3 separate regions of the Mus musculus genome follow, and all the other regions are linked to region 3. Evidence: chromatin contacts called from public HiChIP or PLAC-seq data. All regions are on one chromosome and are shown on one strand. Each heading gives the region's core, a stretch centred on a gene start, on an enhancer-like site or on the middle of the called end of the contact. The rest is flanking DNA. Distances are from core to core; before and after follow the strand shown. Region 1 has its middle 12 kb from the start of Mcu. Region 2 holds the start of Chst3 (carbohydrate sulfotransferase 3). Region 3 holds the start of Ddit4 (DNA-damage-inducible transcript 4).

Region 1 (3,485 bases), core at 121-2,620, 320 kb after region 3:
CAATATATGAACCCCTGAAATTGAAGTTACAGGTTGTTATGAGCCATCATGTGGGTACTGGGAATTGAACCTGGGTCCTCTACAAAAAGAACAAGTGATGGCCCACGCCTTTAATCCCAGCACTCAGGAGGCAGAGGCAGGTGGATTTCTGAGTTCGAGGTCAGCCTGGTCTACAAAGTGAGTTCCCGGACAGCCAGGGCTATACAGAGAAACCCTGTCTCGAAAAAAAAACAAAACAAACAAAACAAAACAAAACAAAACAAAACAAAACAAAAAGAACAAGTGGTCCTAACCAACCTTTGGGCATGCCTTTAAATCCAGCACTCAGGAGGCCAAGGCAGAGGCAAGATCTCGGTGAGTTTGAGGCTAGTCAGAGCTACGCATTGAGACTTTGTTTCAAAATGGGAAAAAGAGTAGTAACAGTAAGCAGGGCAATCCATCTAGATGGTCCTCTGGCACAGGCGTAGAAACTCAATCTGTATTCCATTCTGCAAGGTATAGAGAGCTACTCCATCCTTCACCTGTCTCTCTCCCACTCCCTTTCCCTTTCTAGTGTATTCTCCAGGTACTCGGTGACTTCATCCAGCCACGGCCCCTCCCTGCAGTTCCTATTTATCCACCTTGCTTTCCCATGCCATTGGATCCCACTGAGACAGGCTCAACAGAGGCACTCCTTCGGGACCTTCTCAGCAGACAAATGGCTGATTCCATAAATAAAGTCCTGCAAATGTATCGACAAGATTTTATTTAGACGTTCAGCTGTTGGCATTTTAACAGCTGTTTCTAGTGTTCAACCCAAAGGAGCAAACCGTGTCAGGGTTTGAAGTATCGAGACGCAGCTAATGTGGAGAAGCCGATTGAAGACGGATGGGATTTTCCAGCCCAGCACACAGCACTTGACTGGGTGCAATTGGAAGTGGCCCCGAATACAGATCAGGAAGTGGAAGCTGTAAGCATTTATTGTCCTAATTACCCACCCTTCTTGTGTCCCCTTGGCCACTCCGTTTAGAGTCAACAAGAACTTTGAACCCTGTTCTAGATAGCAGTACCCTGAAAGACCAGGATGTGGGAGGGGAGGGTTTCTGGTGTAGGGAAAGGGATGTACCTTCAGAGGCAGAAAAACTGACTCTCAGTCCTGCCCATCCATTAAGTAGCTTTGTGACCCACACAAAGTCTGTTAAGAGCTTAGACCTCAAGGAGTTCTCTGTGGCCAGAGAGCCTTAATTAGAGAGGTCTTTTTCAGCTCAAACCTTCCGTGCTGATTTGTTCCCTCTTTTGCAAACTGAATGTCCTGGAGAGAAAACAGGCATTGCTGGGATTGCGGATGTAGCTCAGTGCTGGAGTATGTGCTTAGCCTGTAAAACACTGGCTTCGGTCCCAGGCACTGAAAAGAAAGGCCATGCTACACGGTAGTATTAAGAGGATTAGATTGGACTGTGTACTGAGAGCGTGCCTTCCGGAAAGGCAGGCTGTGTTACCGATGTAGGAGCTAGGGTCCTTGAGTTTGGGTACTCAGTTTGGACAGATAACTTAACCTCAGAGTTTCCGCTTACAGAAAGAGGGGCACCAGTATTCTAATGCTGGTGAGGGGGTGAGTGAGCCAAGGTGCGCAAAACACTAAGTGCTGTGTCCGAGTCCACTGAGTCCTCCGCACTCAGAGACGGTATTAGTCTCATTTTCTTACTAAGTTAATGGACAAAACATTCACACCAGTAGGTATCCTTAGTTTCGGAGGGTCAAGGAGATCCAATCAAGTAACAGGGTCACATTATTTACAAGGCTCTTTTTACTCATATCTGTTTTTAAAAGCCAATATGTGAAGTTGTACAGGTCCCATGCTTGGGAGGGCTTAGTGTACACCCACTGGACTCCATATTGTTTTTTGTTGTTTGTGTGTGTGTGTGTGTGTGTGTGTGTGTGTGTGTGTGTGTGTTTATTTGGTTTTGAAGAGAAAGAACATGAAGTTGAGCAGGTAGGGAAGTGGTGGAGGATCTGGGAAGAGTTGGGAAAAGGAAGTGAAGATTATGATCCAAAATATATTGTATGAGAGTTTAAGGGGGAAAAAAAAGAATAAAAACCATTTTTAAGTTGTATAGCTTTAATCTCAAAATCCTCGCTGCCACAGTAACAAGAGCCTGGGTTTCGGGCACCTGGGCAATCATAGACACCATCGTTACCATGGGCTGGGAGTGTGCTGTGGGTATTTGTGCCCTCCAGACACTTGTCAAACAGGTACTTCAGTCACACTCGCCATAGGTGATAATTAGGTGACAGGTGGACTAAACTGCTTGGTACTGAGCACCAGTGTCAATTTTCTCACTGCTGAGAAACTCAGTCCAAAGATGGGGATCAAAACTGTCCTTAAATCCAGAGACAACAGCTAGCTCACTTTTTTTTTTTAAAGTTTTTGAGACAGAGACTCACTGTGAAGCTCAGGGTAGACTTGACCTCATGGTCCTCTTGTCTCTGCCTCCAAGATGATAGGATTACATCTGCTACAAGCCTGACTCATATTAGACTTTGAACAAATATAATTTACTTCATAATTATCAATTTATATATATTTTGAGACAGGGTCTGTAGCTCAGGTTAGCCTCCAACTTTCTTTGTAGTTGAGGATGGCCTTGAACTTGTGGTCTTCCTACCTCTACCTCCTGAGTGCTAGGGTTAAAGGCACACAGTAAGAGAAAGAACTGGAAGCTGGGTGGGTAGGAAGGAGGTGGAGGATCTGGGAGGAGTTGGGGGAGGGGAAAGAATATGACCAAAGTATAGTATAAAAATTTCAAAAGATGAACAAAAATGTTTTTTTAAAAGGTGTATATCATTAATCTCAAAATCCTGACTGCCACAGTCCACTTCCAGTAACAAGAGCCAGTCAGTTTATGCAGCCCTGGCCTGCGTGATCCAGATCACCAAGGCCCAAGGCCTGAAAACTGCCAGGCAGGCGCTCTCCCACTGAGCTACACCCTAGCCTAGCCACAAAGATCTTAAGCCATTGAAAAGACAGGAAAGAAACTGATGGATAAAGGCTACAGGACAACAACTGCTAGACACAGTCCCCTCCCCTGCGGCTGAGCGAACAAAGGGAGTCCACTGGAATTATTAAACCTAAGAAAAGGGGCCCTCGTTGACGCTTTATTTTATGTCATCTCTGTGCAACTGATCAACAGTATCTGTGTTCTGGTAACAGCGGCTGTATCAGTGTTTACTGGCCTATGAGCCTCATGGTTGTTCCAGATTCTTGTGAAAATTTAGCATCTTCTGTATCTTTCTCATTTTAACCATTTCCCTGGTCTTGAAGGGCTATAGCATTGTGGGTTTGGTTTGTATCTAATTGGTTGGTAATGAAGTCACGCCCCCTTCCTATTGCTTTCTGGGTTGTTTAGAAGTCTTCTCTTGTAAAGTATCTATTCAAGTCTCTTGCCCATGGTTTGTAAGAATTCTTTGTGTATTTTGGCTAGAAGCTCTCTGGAATCCATCATCCC
Region 2 (3,401 bases), core at 875-3,374, 270 kb before region 3:
TCTTTCAGCTCACAGACCAGGGCAGCAGCACAGGCGGCAGGTTCTGACAGGCTGTCCAACACAGCGCCTGTCTGGTGTTCTCTTGCTCTTGTCGCCTCGTGCAGGTACTGTGTTTCATCCCTTGCATTTGTTTAGACCGGTGTTTTTCTACCTTCCTAAAATTACAATTCCTTACTGCAGTTCCTTACTGACCCCCAACCATAAAATTACTTTTGTTGCTACTTCATAACTCCAAAATTCTGCTACTGTTATGAATAGCCACATAAATATCTGATATTTTAGACGGTCTCGGGCAACCCCTGTGAAAACGTCATTCAACCCTCAAAGGGGTCACAAGCCACAGGTTGAGAGCCGCTGGTTTGGACAGATCTCTTTCTTCACTACCACCTATAATACACAGATGACATGGTACTATCTGTTGTAGAAAGTGTTTAATCCCTGTCGGAAGTTTCTACCCCACTTTAGTTAGTTAAATTCCCGATGAAAGACACACACAACCTTTATATTTACAATAAGCCTTAAACAATACAAGAGCTGGGCAGATATCTACTCTCTATGTTGTTAGAATCTACTTTCCTATCAATAACCCCGAGTTATTGCTTATTATGTTTCATCTGGGAAGCTCTTAACTCCAATTGGGAAATATAAGTCTTGTTTATTTATAAGCTAGTCGGGGATAAGGTTAAATTATCTTTGCTACAATATAGACATATGAGACAGGGTCTCTAGTGCTCTAGGCTGGCCTTGAACTCCCTATAGCTGAGAATGACCATGAAATTCCGATCCTCCCACCTCCACCTCCCACGTTCTGGGATTGCAAGTATGCATCACCACACCCAAATTTATGTGGTGCTGGAGAACTGAAGCCAAGCTTTCTATCCACTAGGCTCTATTCTCAGCCTGACACAGGTCTAACTTTTGGTCTTTGTGTGCCCTGAGGTGTATCACAACTCCAGTTCTGGTTTCCCCTAATAGGCTACAGAACACAGGCAGCCAGTGAGGGTTTTCTGCTGAAAGCTAGCTGCGGGTCTCACATCATAGTGCAGGGCACGACCACACTTCCATCAGGCCCCTGCTAGACAACAGGTTAGCAGATTCCTACCAACCTTCTAATTAGGGACCTGAGAGGAGGTCTTGGAGCCACCTGGGTCTCACTGCCCATTCTGTCCAGCTTTGTATCTGCTACCTGAGTCTGTTAATGTCTTCCGCTGATATAAATGTTCAGCATGACAGAGCGGGGCCAAGGACAGATGTGTATGTTTCCTTTTTTATATTTTCTCACTTCTCCTTTATAGACAATTGCTTATTTTGTCTAAACCTTACAAAAGCCCAAGAAACGTCAGGAGGGCCGTCTCAGGCCTGAAGTTAGCTAGAGTCCTGGAAAAGAAAGCTGGACTGGGAGACCTCAAAGAATCGTGTACATCACCAGGACTGGAACTTATAACCTGAAGTTTGGCTTGCTGTCCAACACTGGGCCCTTTACAGCAGTCTTGGCGAAGCTGGCCCTTTTACAGACCCAGCAATACTTACCACTCATCATCACTCAGAAGTGACATGACCTCCACCTCAGGAGTGCCAGCAGTCCAAAGGGGTCTTAAGCTAATGCCAAGGGGGTCCAGCTCCCTCTGAGCTTCTTGGTGAGAACCCTTTCCACATCTTGTCCTGGGGGCTCTGTGAGAAAGCACCAAGAACACTTCTGCAACCTGTGGCTGCCCAGGGAAGGAGGACGGTGGCTTTTCAAAATTCCAGGAAGCATCCTCAGAGGGACAGGAAGGTCCTCATGTTCAGGGTGGGCAGCAGCATGGGGGGGGGGGGCTCAAGCTGGACAACTCTCCTTGAAGCCGTGCCCCTGAACTCTCTTCCTTGGGGCTGGAAGCTCCTCCCAGCCTCGTCCTCAAGGGTAGGGATGGAGCAGCCCTGGCGAGTCCCCCGGGACGCAGCTAAGTCGGGAACAAAGGCCCACGGAGGGGTCGAGGAGAGCGAGGCTCCCAGGGGGGATAGGGGGGGCTGCTGCCCTTCCTCCCGGCTCCTCCCTCCTCCCTGAGTCCTCCGCCTCCTCCATCCTCTTCGAGAGGCCGGGTGGGCGGCCGCGCCAACTTCACCGAGCGTCCCCAAGTTGCCGGGTGCGCGTGTGGAGTGAGGTGGGGAGTCTGGAGGAGAGGCGCGGGGCTCCCAAAGTTGCAGCTGCCGGCTCAGGAGGCCGCCTCCGGTCGCTAGCGGGATCGGAGTCGTGGGTAGGACCGATCGTTCGCCTGCAGCTAGGACACCGCCCGCCTGGCGCCGCTTCCCGCCCAGCGAGGGGACCAGCCCGGCCGCGCCTCCCTCCCCGCACTAGCCGAGGACGCAGAGTGGGCGCCGTGGGGAGCGCAGCCCCAGCATTTTCTGAGCCGAGAGCGCAGTTGGGGGCGGATGCTGCCGGGGCTGGACGCCGACCTCCGGAGTGTCGGATCCGCCCGCCGGGAGGAGGAGGCTCGACCGGGGTAAGTGGGGCGCCCGCGTCCCGGCACCGCCTCCTGGGCCCCAGGCGGTCACCGACCGCATCCCAGAGCGCGCGCCAAACTTTTGGAGGAGAAGGGGACCGGCGGAGGGCGGGCGGGGAGTTCCCTGCGCGGGGAAAACCCCACGCTGCCAAATTCTCATCTGCCATGTACCCACAGCCAGGTCACCGCACAAACCACAAGTGAGGCATCTTCACGCCGAACGTCCTGCATACTCCCAAGTGCAACTCCTGCTTCTAGGAGCCTCCAGGGTTGGGAACTTTTAAACCAGCTTGGGTTCTTTGCTGGTCCCGCAGCTCCACCCACCATTGAAATGGAGCCCCCAAACTCCATAGCAGGGGACTACTAGCTGCCCGGGCTTTGGGAAGCGGTGCCTGAGACCCACTGAGGCCCAGGAACGGGGAGAAAGAAGCAATCGTTGAAGTCACTTGTCCCGGGCTAGCAAGGGCGGATTTGGTGTGGAAACTCGGCGTCTAGATGATGTGCCTGGGTATGCGCAGCCCTTCCGGAGGTAGATGGGGGAGACCAGAGCCAGTGATTTGGAAACTTTTAAAGTTCTTCTGGACTGGGGTCTTTAAGCTGTAAGGAAAAGGCTGTGTGCTGGTGCTGCGCCTGACAATCTGCGTGGTGTTCGTGACAGGGCGTTGCAAGGAAGCTGAGACCCTGGCGGATGTGCTTCCTCAGAGGAACTTCCATAGGGGATCTCAGCTCGGGGCCATATAAATGGGGCCGTGGATTGAGCTGAGACTAAAGTCAGGATGAAACCAGGCTTGTTGGCCTGTCTTGTACCAGAATGTCTGCTTGGTTTCTGATTCGTAGTGTCCTGCATGTCCTAAGGATCTTGGGGCTAGTGCAGTGCTGGGCACCCAGTCTTAGCTGTCTGGTGATTGAGGGCACCGGTAG
Region 3 (3,408 bases), core at 262-2,761:
CAGGAGAATCTCTGGGAGTTCCAGGCCAGCCAGCCGTGAAACTCCGTCCAAAAGATGAAATTGGGCAGTGGGGGTGGGGCTGGAAAGGACAGTGGCCTGACTTCCCTGGCAAGTGTCATGTGTCAAAGCAAACCTGCCCTGTAGCGATGTGATGCTTGCCTGTCTGATCTGGTTTGGTTCCTGCCCGCCGGGCCAGAGTGTCTGATGTAAGTTTGGTCTTTTCTTCCATCAGGGTCCCAGTGTCCTACATTAACAAACCTTTTTATAAAAAAAAAAAACAAAAAAAAAAACAAAAAAACAGGTCTAGTCCGACTGAATCTCCTCCTACCCTAAACAAATCGCTATCAGCCCTAGAGCATCGCTGCCAGGCTATATTTCCTGTTGCCTCGCCTGAATGATGAAACCCCATATGGCTCTTGCATTTGGACTTTTCCAAAGACCTCGGTCCTGGGTTCCATTGAATTGAATTCTCCTGCCACCCCACCCCCCACCCCCGATCCGCCGCTTTTCCCCCCCTTAACACAAAGCATGGGAGGGGTTCTAGGACCCGGCGGACGCCAGGGGCTCTGCCGCAGTGGGTTTGGGAGGCACTTGGCCCTGCAGTGTTCTGTCCCCCTAAGGCCTGCGGGTGGGTCACTGTGTCGGTTTGATGTGAGCCCTTGTTCCCTGGCCGTGGACCAGGCGCTAAGAATCGGAGTCCGTGAACTCTAACTCCTACCCAAACCCTCTGCTAGAGGACAATCTCGAATTGGCAAGCACTTGATGTCCTCCTGAACCTACACCCTGCTCCCCCGGGGCTGCAGAGTAACAGGAACACTGATGAGGGGACGTGGGAGCCGATGGCCCTGAGATGCCTTGTCTTTGGACCTATTACCAAAAGTGCATCGCGTGTCAGAAGCAAAGACAGCGTGGGACTGATGCTCATGGGACAACGGAGTAACGTCTGCCGCCGCGCCACGGTCCCATGGGGCATCCAGTTGTGCGCCCGGTAGTGTCCTTGGCCCTTGGGCTCCCAGAAGCTAGGGGTACCTTTCTCCCCTGCTCAAGCCGCACCAGGTCCCCCAACTCTTCTTTTCAGTGCAGTCACGGGCCGTCCCCTCCCCCAGCAACGCGCCCCTATAATAAACAAGTCTTTCCTTGATCCTCCCCTACCGCGAGCGCCCTCAGGGACCTTGGCAGCTGCTGAAAGCCGCCTCGGATCCCTTCCAGAAAGGGGGTGTGGCCGAAGCTAAGGCGAGGGGAGAGGGGTTCGGCCGGGAGCGTTCTGGGGCTCCGTGGGGGCGGGGCCAGGCCGCTGTCACCAGGCAGGAGAGAACGTTGCGAACGTGCGCCCGGTGCCTATTGGCTGAGGTGGGCCACACTCCCGGGTCTCGATTGGGCTGCGACCTGGAGGGGGCGTGGCCTCGCCGGGAGAGCCCTTATAGGCTGCTGCTCGCTGGTGCTAGGGATCGCAGCAGGCAGGGGGGAGGTGCGAGAGGGTTCGAAGGGACAGGTCCGGGCAGCGATCGGGGGTTGGCACCAGTTCGCTCACCCTTCGAGAGGCAGAGCGCTCTTGTCCGCAATCTTCGCTGACCGCGCTAGCTGGTGAGTGTCCCTCCCGGGTGTGCACATCTTGTCGGGGAGTGACCTCGGCTCTTGGGGCCTCAGAGCCCTCAATCCTGTGCAACGCCGACACTGACGCCAAATCCTTGTCCCTCTTGTCTTTCAGCGGCTTCTGTGCGCCTTCATTCGGACCTTAGCAGCCAGCGTCCTGGCGTCTGACCCCGCCATGCCTAGCCTCTGGGATCGTTTCTCGTCCTCCTCTTCCTCTTCGTCCTCGTCTCGAACTCCGGCCGCTGATCGGCCGCCGCGCTCCGCCTGGGGGTCTGCAGCCAGAGAAGAGGGCCTTGACCGCTGCGCGAGCCTGGAGAGCTCGGACTGCGAGTCCCTGGACAGCAGCAACAGTGGCTTCGGGCCGGAGGAAGGTGAGCACTCAGCCGGGGCCGAATTGGGTTCGGGGATGGGGGGTGGGAGGGGTCCCGGGAGGTGGGTACGAAGCGAGCTGAATCGGCTCAAAGCCACCTTGGCTTCCCACCCCAGCACGAAAAAACAGATTACTCTAGGGTTAGAAGACAAGACTGCGGGGCGGAAACTGAGGCACGGAGTGGAAAGGGACACTGTTTGCTTAGGCAAACTGCACCTCCCCCGCCCGTACAGCTCCTGTGGAAGGCGCTCTAATACAATACCCTTTCCCTGTGTTCTCTCTATCCAGACTCCTCATACCTGGATGGGGTGTCCCTGCCCGACTTTGAGCTGCTCAGTGACCCCGAGGATGAGCACCTGTGTGCCAACCTGATGCAGCTGCTGCAGGAGAGCCTGTCCCAGGCGCGATTGGGCTCGCGGCGCCCTGCGCGTTTGCTCATGCCGAGCCAGCTGGTGAGCCAGGTGGGCAAGGAACTCCTGCGCCTGGCATACAGTGAGCCGTGCGGCCTGCGGGGGGCACTGCTGGACGTGTGTGTGGAGCAAGGCAAGAGCTGCCATAGCGTGGCTCAGCTGGCCCTCGACCCCAGCCTGGTGCCCACCTTTCAGTTGACCCTGGTGCTGCGTCTGGACTCTCGCCTCTGGCCCAAGATCCAGGGGCTGTTAAGTTCTGCCAACTCTTCCTTGGTCCCTGGTTACAGCCAGTCCCTGACGCTAAGTACCGGCTTCAGAGTCATCAAGAAGAAACTCTACAGCTCCGAGCAGCTGCTCATTGAAGAGTGTTGAACTACATCCTGGGGTGGGGTGCGGGGAGGGTTTCTCACTGCCCCCCAAAGTGAAGACAAGGAATTTCTGTGGTGGAGACCCGCAGGCAAGGACTGAAGGACTGTCCCCTGTGTTAGAAAACTGACGATAGCCACCTGAGGGGCGCAGGGCCAGGTGGGGGAAGGAAGTGTTCTCCAGGAAGTCTCTAGGTTGTATGCAGGTGGCTCCCTGTTGGGGCACACGCCCCTCAGTACTGTAGCATGAAACAAAGGCTTAGGAGTCACACAGGCTTCTGGCTGGATGTGTATGTAGCATGTACCTTATTTTTTTTTATTACTGACAAGTTACAACAGCAGTTGTGGGCCAGAGCCAGAAGGGCAGCTGGTCTGCACTGGCCTCTGCCCCGGCTGGGGGTTGGGGGCTGGGGGGGAGGCAGGGGGAGGTGGCCGACAGTTTGTGTATCTTCTGGTCTGAAAGGACCTAGTGTGTTTTGTCATTTGTTTTGTATCTTGGTTTTGGGGGGTGGGGATCGGCGCTTCACTACTGACCTGTTCGAGGCAGCTATCTTACAGACTGCATGAATGTAAGAGTAGGAATGGGGTGGGTGTTAGGATCATTCGGGATCTTCGACACTTGAAACAAAATTACACCTGGGAGCTGCAGCCAGCCCATCCCGGTGCCCAT

The links. HiChIP or PLAC-seq counts read pairs in DNA pulled down with a chosen protein or histone mark.
Region 1: an H3K4me3 HiChIP or PLAC-seq map of intestinal villus epithelium shows a contact between it and region 3, with 5 read pairs. The contact joins the enhancer-like site here to the promoter of Ddit4 in region 3. A contact is called at or near these places in 1 of 484 Hi-C or Micro-C datasets (regulatory T cells) and 5 of 115 datasets of contacts at active chromatin or transcription factors (astrocytes, effector CD8 T cells, embryonic stem cells and 2 more).
Region 2: an H3K4me3 HiChIP or PLAC-seq map of embryonic stem cells shows a contact between it and region 3, with 7 times the contacts expected there. The contact joins the promoter of Chst3 here to the promoter of Ddit4 in region 3. A contact is called at or near these places in 2 of 39 promoter capture datasets (the C10 cell line and pre-B cells), 2 of 484 Hi-C or Micro-C datasets (the CH12 cell line and embryonic stem cells) and 8 of 115 datasets of contacts at active chromatin or transcription factors (the 230-238 cell line, craniofacial prominence, embryonic stem cells and 1 more).

What each region holds. Positions count from the first base shown.
Region 1 is chr10:59,626,711-59,630,195 of GRCm38.p6, reverse strand. No RefSeq gene overlaps it. Among named protein-coding and RNA genes, the nearest start is that of Mcu, 12 kb to the right of the region's middle. Within about 2 kb of position 1,370, at least 41 of the 459 cell types and tissues checked have an H3K27ac peak or open chromatin away from gene starts, as enhancers often do. A contact at or near this core is called in astrocytes, intestinal villus epithelium and pancreatic cancer cells, where this site is marked.
Region 2 is chr10:60,217,983-60,221,383 of GRCm38.p6, reverse strand. Chst3 (carbohydrate sulfotransferase 3) reads left to right here and starts at 2,124. Exons shown (of 4, transcript NM_016803.3): 1 at 2,124-2,480.
Region 3 is chr10:59,949,873-59,953,280 of GRCm38.p6, reverse strand. It overlaps Ddit4 (DNA-damage-inducible transcript 4), which reads left to right and starts at 1,511. Exons shown (of 3, transcript NM_029083.2): 1 at 1,511-1,584; 2 at 1,709-1,964; 3 at 2,252-3,408. The coding sequence starts at 1,769. The coding sequence ends at 2,745.